Linked DNA regions of Sus scrofa: region 1 is linked to region 2. Evidence: chromatin contacts called from public Hi-C data. All regions are on one chromosome and are shown on one strand. Each heading gives the region's core, a stretch centred on a gene start, on an enhancer-like site or on the middle of the called end of the contact. The rest is flanking DNA. Distances are from core to core; before and after follow the strand shown. Region 1 holds the start of CEND1 (cell cycle exit and neuronal differentiation 1). Region 2 holds the start of EPS8L2 (epidermal growth factor receptor kinase substrate 8-like protein 2).

Region 1 (5,834 bases), core at 2,133-4,632, 55 kb after region 2:
CAGGAAGGATGGGCACCCAGAAAAGAGGGGCAAGTCCGGCCCCCCCAGCTCAAGGGAGCCTGTGGGGGCACGGCCCAGGGTGACAAGCCATAGGAGCATTTCTGGAGCCCAGAGGCCCTTGCTGCCCCCAAGTCCACATCCTGACGACTCCCCCAGGTGGACTCCGGCCAGCACGGGCCCAGGCCGCTGCAGTGGAAGGTGATGGGGGGACCCCGTCCGCGCAGCAACCTCCACCTCCCAGGGATGCGGGGTGCAGAGCAGCATGGGAAGAATCCCCAGCCGGAGAGGCCAGCCTGAGGAGCAAGGTCCCCTGCCCTGCCATGTGGCCCCAGGCCAGCTGGACCTCAGCCTGGGATAGGTCCTGCCGGCCTGGGTGTCCGTCTAGGGTCAGGGCCAGGAGGAGGTCCCGGCCGCGTGGGGAGGGCAGAGCCTGGGGGGGGGTTGTGGGTAGAGCCCACCAGGATAAGGGCATGGAGGTGGCAGGAGGGGCTGGTGAGTGAGTCCCTGGCGATCCCTGCTCCTCCCCAGAAAGCCCTCAGGGTGGACACATGACCCCTCCCCGCCAAGGGCAGCCCCTGCCTCTGCTGGCCATGCGCTGGTGAGGAGGCCAGCCCAGCCTTCAGGTAACAGAGGAGTTTATTTCAGACGCAGCCTCCACTCAGGCCCAGGGCTCCAAGCAAGGGCACGTCGGGCTCCCACAGGGCCCACTGCCACCTCCAGAGAGTGCACACCACCCCCCACCACGGGCCAGGCGGGAGCGGACGCTGCGGGAGAGAGGGTTCGCCAGGCACCGTCGCAGGGCAGACAGGCTGAAGGTTCTACACCTGCATTAATCGCATTTAGGCGCCTGTTAGACTCCAGGGCGCTGCAGAGGCGGAGGCGGGAGGGGCCGTCTGGGGGCTGGGCAGGCACAGCTGCCCCCAGGGCAATTGCCACAGGATGGGGAAGGGGTCAAGGAGGAAATGAGGGGCCGCCAGAAGGAAACTTTGGGAGCCCCTCCCGGCACCGGGCTTTGGGCCGTCTGTCCACCCAGCCAGGGCTCAGGCGACCAGGCAGGTGGGTGGAAGCGAGGCCAGCAGGCCCACCAGATGGACACCCCCCCCGCCCCCACCACAGCTGCAAGCAAGGCGCAGAAATGGGGAGAGTGAGACAGCCATCCCTTTAATGTCCCCGTGCGGGCTGGGAACAGGTCAGAACCCGTCCCAGACCCTTGCCCAGCCCTGAGGGCTCCCACCCTGGGGGCTCGTCAGAACGCTGCTGCGAGGGAGCCCACAGGCCCACGCTCGAGCCTCTTGGAACAGCCTGGCACTTGTGTCCACTCCTTCCTGGTCCAGACTGAGCCTCTGCCCGTGCTGCTCAGTAACCTCCGAGCCGGGGTTCCTTCTGCCCCGAGGTTCGGAGGGGGAGGTACCGGGACCGACCCAGGGGCTTGATCTCCAGGGCTCTGGGGGCCTGTCCCTCGCTTTCCCTCTGTGTGTGTGGGTGTGTACGAGTATAGATACTACGCGTGTGTAGCTAGCTGGGTGTGAACTTGGCATGCACAAGGTTCCCGAGGTCTGTACACGAAGCAGCTGCTGCGCCCTACCTGGGCGCCAGCCATCATTTTTTTCGGGCCAGGAAAACCACACCGAGAATCAGGGCTGCAGCCGCCATGGCTATGCCCCCGGCCACAAGCAAGGGGTTCAAGTTCTCAAAAGGGCAGGGACCTCGGCCCCCTGGGCCCCCGCTGGGGGCCTCGGCCTCCTCAGCCCCATCCCCAGGGCCCTTGGGCTCGGGGGCTGCATCTGGGCTACTGGGGGCTGCGGGCGCCGGCTTCAGGTTGCTGTGGTTGTCGAGAAGGGCCGAGGTCTTCTTGGCAGGTGGCAGGGTGGGGGCCGCCGGGGGCTCCTGCTTCTCTGCCTTTTGGGCCTCCTGCTTCTTGGCTGAGGGCACTTTCCCATCCACAGCCGGGGGCGCCCTGGCCTCAGTGGTAGCCTTGGCGTCGGCCTTGGGGCTGTTGGCCGACCTCCCTCTGGACTCCATGGCGGGCACGCTGGCGGCGGCGGCGAGGCGTGTGCGGGACGGGCAGGCGTCTGGATCAGGACCGCTCAGGACAGCGAGGCCCTGGGCATTCTATGGCCTGGAGGGAGATGCGATGAGGCTTAAGTGGAGACCTGGCCCCTCCTGTCCAGCCCCCCGCCCCTGGCCCTGCAGAGACTCTACTTCTCTCTCTGGACCCGCCTCTTCCTCCGTCTGGACCACCGCCTGAGAAGCCCCTCCAAGCACACAGGCAGGGGCTCTGGGCCTGCCTTGGGCCAGGGGGCAGATGCGACCGCAGGAAGCCTCATTTCCCTCATCTATGAAGTGGTCTTGCCCACATGTGGCTGCGTCCACCACACTGGCCCTGGGCGGGGAGGTCCTGATGGGGGGGAGAGCCCATGAGCCCCGAGACGCGCTTGCGGGCAGGGGAGCCAGGGGAGAGGTGACGTCTCAGGAGGGAGCTGGGTCCCAGGGGGGCAGGGCAGCGTGGGCACCCAGAGTTCTGGGCTTGCAGGCCCTGGTGGTATAGGAATGGGTCCAAGGCTGCCAGGCCCCGGCTGTGACAAAGCCAAGGCGTCTGCCCAGGAGGCTGGGAAAGCCCAGGTGCAGCAGCAGCAGGCCTGTGCCTCCTGCCCCCCAGCCTGGCCTCGCCCTGCCACGTAAGAGCAGGAGTCCTTCTGGAGCTGAGGCTGTGCCTGCCTCTGGGGGCAGCAGGGACCCCCTGGTGTGAGCCCAGGCTGGGTATGCCTGTCAGCCTCAGCAGCCCTGAAACCGGGCCCAGATCCTCGGGCGGGGCGGGGGGCGGGGGGCGGCAGGAGGACCCGTGCCCTGGTCTTCCTTCCCCGGAGGCCTGGCCCCCAGCTGTGTCTGCTGCTCCCCAGGGAGGTAGAGACGCTTCCACCGCCACCCGCAGGGAGAAGGAGCCTGTGTGGGAGGCGGCAGCCCGGCTTTCCCAACTAAGACAAGGACACTACGGCAATGAAGGTCACCTGAAGGTCACAGCGTGATGAGGGGGGTCCCAGTGAGACGCTTGGCTGCTATTCCGCTTCCCAGAGGACCCCAGCTGCCCTCACCCTGCTGTTCTGGAAGGGCACCCAGCTGCTGAGCAGCAAGTTTGCAAAGGTCAGGTGTGCCCTCCACCTCCCTCACCTTTGTTATTTGGGGCTCATACTGACGTCACGCGGCTGCCCCTCCCCCTCCAGACCTTCGTGCCCCAGAGGGCAAGGGCCTAAAGCGCCGCCCCCCACCCCCGTGACCTTCATAGCAGAGAAGGACCGCTTCGTCCTGCAGGGGCCCAGTGCCCCCATCCCGCCCCAGACCCTGAGCCGGGATTCCCCACCGCCTTACGCTGCTGCTCCCGGCGCTCCCACCTCGGCGCAGCGCCCTCTCTGCCTCTCTGCGGGACCACGGAGGGCGGCGGACAGGGGCTGCGGATGTTAAGGACTAGGAGTTTCCCACAAGGCACTGCTCCCGACGCAGACTGCGGGGCGGAGACCTCCTGAGCACTGGCTCCGCCCTCCTGCTCTTGGCCGCCACAGCGCCCCGGGCTGGCCGGGACCTCTACAGCCTCCAAACCCAGCACCACCTTTTTTTTTTTTTTTTTTTTTTTTTGTCTTTTTGCCTTTCCTAGGGCCGCTCCCGCAGCATATGGAGGTTCCCAGGCTAGGGGTCCAATCAGAGATGTAGCCACAGGCCTACACCAGAGCCACAGCAACGCTGGATCCGAGCCTACACCACAGCTCACGGCAATGCCAGATCCCCAACCCACTGAGCCGGGCCAGGGATCGAACCCGCGTCCTCACGGATGCTAGCCGGGTTCATTAACCGCCTAACCACAACCGCAACTCCTTCCAGCACCACTTTTGATCCCAAGGGCGGCTCAGGGTCAGGAAGGTGAGCAGCTGAGCCTGGCTTCCCCACACCCCCAGCCCAGATCGCGAGGGAGTCCGGAAGACTCGTTCCAGGCCCAAGGGCGGATCCGTGGGCGGCAGACGACCTGGGGCGGGGGGACACCCAGTTACTGGAAGAGGGGGCTGCCTGTCCCTTCCTCACCCCAAACAAAGTCTCAGATTAGAGGCATCTACGTAGAATATTTATTTATCTCCTTACATGACCAGACACAAAAAGTTACAACTTCTTAAAACTCTTCGAAAGAAAAAATAGAATTCTGTAAGCAGCAGCGGCAGCTTCCAAGGTACAGATGTAGCGGGAGAGCAGCTCCCAGGAACAACCGTGAACTGGGGGCCCAGGCCTGAGCCCCAGGTAGTGTCTCCAGGAAGGGGCCACTGAAGAGGGGCCCGGGTGGGGGACACAGCACCAGCACGTCAGCATCAATCACCAACACGATCACGTGGCTGGGGGCGGGGCAGGGCAGGGAGCCTGCCTCGACTCACAACATCAAGGGGGGGTGGGGGCTGGGAGGGCAGAGTTTTACTAAGTGTGGTCGGGGGCCTTGTGCAGAGGCCCAGAGAGCAGAGTGGGCCCTGGGGAGACTGAAGGGACAGCTCCTGGTGCCCCTGCGAGCAGAGCAAATGCCCTCAGGCTCCATACTGGTCCTCGTGACTGCCCTCCCCCATGCCCAGCCCTGGATTGGGGGGGGGGTGTCTGCCAAAGGTGCAGCAGGAGAGGCCGGGCTGCAGCAATGACTTCCTGGACGGGGTCAGTGGGGAGCCTAGGCTGTGTGTACACACCCACACGCACACTCTCTCTGCCTGGCCTCGTGGGAGGGCAGCAGCTCCCCAGAGCCCCCTCCCTGGTGGGCCAGGCCAGCTGAGCGTTGCCTCCAGCTGCTCCCCGCAACATTCATACACACACGCAGACCTCACATGCTCGGGGCCCCTAGCCGCGGGGGGCAGAGGGGCCCATCAGGAGGGATGCTGGGTCCCACAGTGGGGGTGGTGGACCTGTCCTGGGAGTCAGAACTCGAGGTGACCCCCAGCCTAGGATTCCTGGCTCAGTATCGGGGGGGAGGGGCGCCGCAGGAGAGCCCAAAGCTCCTGTAAGGCTGGCCGAGGCAAGAACAGCAGCAGGGGAGGCTGGACGGACAGACAGAGGAATGGACAGAGCCACTTGTGCTCGTCAAGTTAATAAATAGGTTTGTGCACGGTCCCCTCTGTGGACTAGGGGCCAAGCCTCGGGGACGGGAGCTGGTAGACTGGAGGGTAGGGTCCAGCTCGCCCAGTCCGGCCTGGAGACCCCCAGCCCAGAGACCAGCTCTGTCGCTGAGGGAGTCCAGGCTGGAGCGGAGGTGGGGCGAGGCTGGCACCCGGAATGTACGGATGTTTGCGTTTTCTACACAACTAAGACGTTGATCCCAGCGGTCGGCAGGCAGGACCCTGCCCGGCCTATGTGTGCAACACCGAGTGGACTCTGCTCCCCTTGCTCTCGCCCGCCCCACCCCCGGCCGCGTGGGGAGAGCCTCCTGCTGCATCCTGGGAGCGCCGCCTGGCTCTGGCCCCACTCTGGTCCCTCGCGGCTGGAGGGTGGAGGGCGGCCGCTGGGCTCAGGGCTGGCTGCGCTGCAGCCCCAGCAGGGTCTCGGCGATGCCCAGGAAGTAGACCACCTGAGCGATGCCGAACAGCGGGGCGATGACCAGGGCGCGGCAGTAAGCGCCCTTCAGGAAGGCCGAGGGGCCCTCGTGCCGTAAGATCTTCCTGCGGGGAGAGGGGGGGGTCAGAGCTGCAGGGCTGGGCCGCCCCCTCCCCGCCCGGCCCCCTCAGGGCCTCGCGCACCTGGCACAGTCCAGGATCCCCGAGTAGGTGTCCTCATTGGCGCCGCGCTGGAGCGACTGGAGCCGGGTCTTGACCACTGCGGGG
Region 2 (6,118 bases), core at 820-3,319:
GGGCAGACGCTGCTCTGCCTCTTCCACGAGAGAGTAATGCCAGAGAGCCAGGGCTTCTTCCCCCCGGGGACACAGGAAAGGCGAGCTTGAAGCGCCAGTGCCCAGGGGACAGAGCGCCTCCCTCAGCAGGACGTTGGCCCTGGGCACCGGGGACTTCGCCAGGGGGACCTTTGCCCACTCACAGACCCACTCCAGTGCCTCTGGAAGAAACCTGAGCTGATGTTTTCTGGCAACTTTCATTTGTTTCAGTTGTACATTTTCTGTGTTTGGAATAATACCGTGTTTGAATATCTAGACATTTTCTCTTCACTGTAGTTTTTAAATAAAGCGTTTATCCTTCCCTGAATTGCTCCCACCTAAAGCCCTCACCTCCTCCAGGGGTCTCCCTCAGAACGTCGGAGCACCGGCCCGTGCCCGGCAGGCCCCATCCCGCCTCACCCACAGCCCCGCGTAGTAGTGCTTCCTCACCCTGGCCTCAGGGGCATCAGTGGTGTCCTCCGTGGGGGGCGGGGGGGGCGAGTGGGAGCATGAGAGCTCCCTGCTCAGTCGCCTTTGGCTCGGGACCCATGCACACCTGTGGCCTGGAGGCGAGGTGGGGGCGCCCTCCTGCTTACCCTCGCTGGGCATTCGGCAGAGCTCCGCACCCTGCCTGCCGCCAACGGGCACCACGGTGAGTGGGGGGAGGCTGGGGTGGGTGCACCTGCTGTCTTTGGGGCCCCCTCCCCCGCAGACCTGGGCGGCAAGATGCCTGTTGCCCTCGGGGTTCGTAACCTGCCTCAGGATCCGGACCAGGCCCTTGCCACCGTCTAAGCCCCACACTCAGGGCGGCCGCCAAGCAGCCTGGGCCTCCAGGCCCCCAGCCGCATCCTCGAGGGGGTCAGTTCTCCTGCTCTGGCAACCATCACGTTGATTCCGTGCGCCTTCCCACCTTTCGCCCGTCCAGGCTCAGTCTCCAGGGAGGGCAAGGGCGGGCCGTGCGCCTACCCTCCCGGTTGTCAGGGAGCGAACCAGGAAGCCAGGCCTGGCTGGGGGAGGGCTGGGCCCAAGGACAAAGGCTGCTTCCTGCCCCCCTGTACAAGCTCCCCTGTGACACCCCAGACAGCAGCGGTGGGAAGACCTGCCCCCGGAGTCCCAGTGACGTGGGAAGGGGCAGGGCCTCCAACCTTCTAAGACAGAGAGAGCCTCCAGGGGCTACCAGGAAGGGCCGGCAACCAGCGCCAGGCGACCAGCAGCTGCCCCGTGCTTCCTGGAGGGACCCTGCTTCCCGGCACAGCCTTTTCTGCCCCCGCCCACCCCCAAAACAATGGCCTGAGCCTTGGAGTCCCTGGGGCTGCCCACCACCGCCCAGCCTGCCCTCTGCCCCTTCTCTTCCTCTTCACCCAGTTTGATTGTCAGGGCCCTCGTGGGGGTCAGTTCAGGAGGAAGCTTAGGACTGGGGGCAGAGCTCAGGGCTTGGCCTAAGGAGAAGTTGCTGCCCAGAGCGCCTTCTGGCTGCCTCTCGCCACAGGTAGGCGGAGGCCACAGGTGTCCCCCCCACCCCCATGGGAAACACCAGCCCTTGGAAGGTGCCCACGCTGGGCTGGGGCAACACAAAGAAAGAGACTTCGGGGGCTCCTGGGTGGAGCAGAGTGCGCGCCCCTGGGCCCTCCTGGCGAGCTCAACGAGGGCTGCAGGGTCTCTGGCCCTGCCTTTGATTCTCACTTGACTGAAGCCTGGCCCTAGCGCTGCCTCCAGACCAGAGAGGCCCCAGCTGGAGAGGATGGGCTCTGCCCCAGGTCCTGGGGCACCTGAGCCTGGGCCACACCTGGCAGGGGCAGGTCTGACCTCCGCAGGGTCCACACCACCCCTCGGGGCGCACAGCTCGCCTGCCACCGAAGGATCTCAGCGCCCGGTGCGCCGTGGGCCTGGGCACCCCTTCGAGCTGCGAGGGACGGGCTCCCCGGCCCGCCCACGCGTCCAAGGCGCCCGGCTCCAGGTTTGGGGTCTGCGCAGGTGGCTGTGGGGACCGTCCGGGCGAGCCCGGGTGAGGGCGGGGCAGCCACGTCCCGCCCCCGCCCCTGCCCAGTGCCCGCCGGCGCGCGGTGACTCTAACCTGCCGCTCAGGTTCCTCCCTGCGCCCCGCCCCGGCTCCTCCGCGCGGCCCTCCCGCCTCCCGAGCTCGGCCCCGACAGACCGGCGGACGGAGCGCGGAGGAGGGGACCAGCGGGCGGCCAGGCGCAGGGCCACGAGGAGCAGGTGAGCGCCCCTCGGTGTCCCAGACCCAGCGCGGCCCGACCCCGCCTGGCGCCCGCGCGCGCGCGAGAGAGAGAGAGAGCTGGAGCGACAGGGGAGCCGAGGGCACGGACGGTGGGCCGCTCCCGCCTCAGTTTCCCCAGGTGGCAGTGCGACGCGGGGCTGTGGCCTGGGTCTGTAGGCCAGGCCGGGGCGCAAGGATTGCGCCGGGCCCGTTGGACTGCCCTGGACTGGTGGCCTGGAGCCGGGTCCCTGCGGCCTGGCCTGCCCCGGCCGGTCCTGGGGCGGCGCCGTGCGCTGGGGATGTTTGTACGCCAGTGGCATCTGAGTCAGTCAGGTCTTCCCAGCCCTGGGGCTCGGTGGGGGAACCCCCTCCTCTCCTTTGGGGGAGGCCGCGATGAGAGGGTCCTGCTCCTGCCCTTCAAAGACTCCAGCCCCACACCTTGCAGTGGCAGCCTGGGGGCTCCTTTGGGGCCAGACCCTTAAGGGGCGCCAGCCTGCTTCCTGGGTCTCAGAGCCAGGAGGAAATGCAGGGCCAGGAAAGCCTCAGGCTGGGGTCAGGCTCTCGGTCAAGGTTGGGGTGTGGGAGTTTCAGGGAGGAGGCAGGTGGGGGCTGAGCTGCAGGGGCCTGTGTGCCTCCAACCTGGGCAGGGCTGGGCTGGCCTCGGGCAGCCCCTGGGCATGAGGTGGCCCTGGTGGCAGGGGAAGTGAGTAAGCAGGGCTCCTGGTGCTCCTCCAGTGCGCCACGGACCACCTCTGCCCCCACCCCAGATGTAGTGGGCGCCAGCTGTGCTGGGAGGCCCGGCCCAACTGGTGCCGCCTCTGCTCGCCGTTCTGCCCCTCCCCCCCCAGGCCCTGCCCGCCTGGGCCTCTCCTGGCCCTTGCCTGGTGCAGCCCCAGCTCAGCGCTCCGCCCAGCTCTCTGCCTGCCTCGGTCTCCCAAGTGCACGCTCGGGGCCCGCCTGCTCCCCACCCACAGCTTCCCAGACCTGGGCACAGCCGGAGCCTGAAGGGCTCCCCCTATTCCCGGGCCCCACCTGGCTCCCCTGGGCCTGAAGCTGACTCCTCCCCAAGGGCACTCAGCTGTGAGCTGGAATTTGAACTTGGAGCTGGTCCCTCCGCCCTCCCTGCCCCACTAGGGCCTCCTCCCCCTCCGATGGCTGACCAGGCACCATGCTCGCCCCTCCCTCGGCACCCGGAAAATGGCCACAGCAAAACAGAGCGCGGCTGGGCTCTGGGGCCTGTTTCATTCCCTCCCTGGTCAGCTGAAGAAGCCCCTCTGCTCCCCGCTGGAGCAGCTGGAGCGGCCCCGCCCCAGCTGCTCCCCAACCAGGTGCCCAGCCTGGACCCACCTCCCTGGCTGGCCCCGAGGCACCCCACCCACCCCACAGAGCTGAAGGCCTCAGCCCCCCCCAAAGGGAGGCCCGAGTGTGACAACCTAGTGACCGTGTGCTCACAGGCCTGGGTTTCACCTGGGTGTGTGCGTGTGTGTGTCCGGACACACGTGCCCAGCACCCTTGGCTCAGCTGCCAGGAATCCCATTAAGCAAACCCACAGGCTCGCCTGCTGAGGTCAGGAGCATTCCGGACATTCTCCACGGGCAGGTGGACAGAGGAATCCGGCCAAGCCCAGGACCCTCCGTGGCATGTGGGAGGGGGTGGCCTGAAGCCCCTCGGACCCTCGCACCTCCTGGGAGACTTTTCTGCAGGTTATACCTGGTCAAACGAGAAAGTCCTGGGCACTCCCTGCCCTGGATACCAGCACCCCTGGCTTTAACCCTCTCCTGAACCTGGCAGACCCCTGAAGGCTGAAGCTGCAGGTGGATGGCCTCCCGGTGACATTTGATGGCGGAACTGTGTGGGCCCAGAAGTCCCTGCAGAGCACAAAACCCTGCAGGACGTGTCAGCCTGGCCCAGGGGTGCCAGGCTCTGCTCCCTCTGGATGTCACCCTGGGCTCTGGCTCCCCAGGCCCCCTTGCCCCACCCTAGAGTCCCTCGCTGCCTTTCTCCAGGTCTGGCTCCCACTCGCCTCAGGGTCTTTGCTCTGCTTAGAAGGTGCTTCCTCCCCTTGACCCCCCTTGAGAGCCTCCTGAACACTCTCCTCGCAAGCCCACCCCAGACGGGCCTCTGGGGGTGGGACCCTCTGATGGCACGCCCTGGGGGCCCTTGTGGAGGACGCGGGGTCTGGGGAGGGAGAGGGTTCATGACCACCACCTGGGACACGGAGCAGAGATGGTCCTGGTGTGTCCTGGGGACTCTGGCCAGGCAACCAGGGCGCCAGCCCCTGGCTCTGGGGTTGGGGGAGGAGGCGCCCCAGGCCCCATGCTGCGAGTAGCAAGGCGCTGGCCAGGCCCCGATGAGGTGTCAGCTCGGCTCCCCTGTCCACTCAGGTGCGGGCCAGGCACTAAGCCCTGGACTCGGGCCACGCTGAGCTCTGCCCTTTCACCGCCAGCCACCGTCGAGGACACCATGAGCCAAGCTGGGTCTGTGAGCTGTTGTCCGGGTGCTGCCAAGTGAGCCCCTACCCGTCCCACCCCACCCCGCTGCTCTTCCCCACCAACCCCACCCCCAGTCCCCAGGGAGGGTGCCCAGGAGCCCCGCCTCACCAGCCCCTCCCCACAGTGGCAGCCTGGGCCGGTCTGACGGTGTGGCCAAGATGAGTGCCAAGGACCTGTTTGGTGAGTGAGGTTCAGGAGGCCAAGGGGACAGCCCAGCTGGAAGGGTCTCATCGAACCCCCTCCCCAAGGCAGGGGACATGCAGGTCAGCCCTGCACCCCCAGAGAAGGCTCTGGGCCCCATAGCAGGGGCTCAGGTCCCTCCTCGCAGGGCCCGTAAGGGGAGAGGCCTCACTAATAATTCAGGGGGCATCAATATTGATTCTGCGCTCCTCTCTGCAACCTGACCCGCGGGGGGCGGGGCTTCCGCGGGCCGGAGGGGCGGGGCGGGGGGGCTCCAGGAGGGCGGGGCCGGGCTGGCCCCCACCTGCCCCAGCTCTGCCCCTCCCCCAGCCACAAGGACTCCCCTGTGCTTTTGGGCACAAGCAGAGGCAGGGAGATGTTAGCTGGCAACTCTCGGGTGGGGGAGGCCCTGGGCCAGACCCCTCCCCAGGAAGGAGGGCAGGGGGCCTCCATGGGAGGAGGCCTTGCTGCCCTGAGCTGGCAGTCCCTCCTGGGGAGGGCGGGAGCTCCGTGTTCTGCCGGGAGGGGCCGTCACCCCCATTTTATGCCCGAGCCCTTCCAGGGGGCCATGAGGGGCCCCCAGAGCCCTCGCTGCGCTGCGGCCTTCCCCGAGCCCCGCGCTCTGGGGGAGTGACCGGAGTCTCCTCGTGCAGCGCAGAGGAAGAAGTACTCCAACTCCAATGTCATCATGCACGAGACCTCCCAGTACCACGTCCAGGTGAGCCCGGGCCCTGCGCCACACCACTGCCTCCGTGCTCCAGGGCCCCGGCAGAGGCAGGGGGGATGTGGCCCCACAGCAGGGGGCCAGAGCCAGGCACTGCCGCATGCCTGCGGCGGCTCATGCGCAGTGGGGAGCGCGGCCGGAGGGGCTCCGGGGGATACGATGCAAGAGGACCGGCCAGGACAGCTCTGAGCACCTTCCAGCAGCCGTCACACGGCCGACCCAGAGGGAAGGAAATTGCCATCCTGGCCCCAGATGGGGAGCTAGATGAGGCAGGAGGAGGCGGAACAGAGGCGCCCTTTCTTGAGCGTCTGCAGGCAAGACCTCGACGGCTCATTCCGACCACGCCGGGAGAGCCAGGCCTTAGCTGTGCCCTTTACACAAGCTGCCTGCTCAGGAGGGTTTTCTTCTAGGTCAGTTTTAATCCACACTTATTACTCAGGAAATGCTTTTTTAAATGACCTTCCTGCTCCTGGAAGCTGGCCGAGG

Evidence for each region. Hi-C and Micro-C count contacts between places; a contact is called where the count stands out from the background.
Region 1: a contact with region 2 is called in a Hi-C map of liver, with 4 times the contacts expected there. The contact joins the promoter of CEND1 here to the promoter of EPS8L2 in region 2. A contact is called at or near these places in 3 of 5 promoter capture datasets (fetal liver, fetal skeletal muscle and liver), 8 of 47 Hi-C or Micro-C datasets (blood, fetal liver, heart right ventricle and 2 more) and 2 of 2 datasets of contacts at active chromatin or transcription factors (alveolar macrophages and skeletal muscle).

The regions. Positions count from the first base shown.
Region 1 is chr2:487,199-493,032 of Sscrofa11.1, forward strand. CEND1 (cell cycle exit and neuronal differentiation 1) reads right to left here and starts at 3,383. Exons shown (of 2, transcript NM_213866.1): 1 at 3,367-3,383; 2 at 619-2,119. The coding sequence starts at 2,022. The coding sequence ends at 1,600. SLC25A22 (mitochondrial glutamate carrier 1) reads right to left here. Exons shown (of 10, transcript XM_003122398.5): 9 at 5,751-5,826; 10 at 4,090-5,672. The coding sequence ends at 5,522.
Region 2 is chr2:433,188-439,305 of Sscrofa11.1, forward strand. EPS8L2 (epidermal growth factor receptor kinase substrate 8-like protein 2) reads left to right here and starts at 2,070. Exons shown (of 21, transcript XM_021082563.1): 1 at 2,070-2,235; 2 at 4,683-4,743; 3 at 4,853-4,908; 4 at 5,562-5,626. The coding sequence starts at 4,700. It overlaps TMEM80 (transmembrane protein 80), which reads left to right. Exons shown (of 5, transcript NM_001244431.1): 5 at 1-346.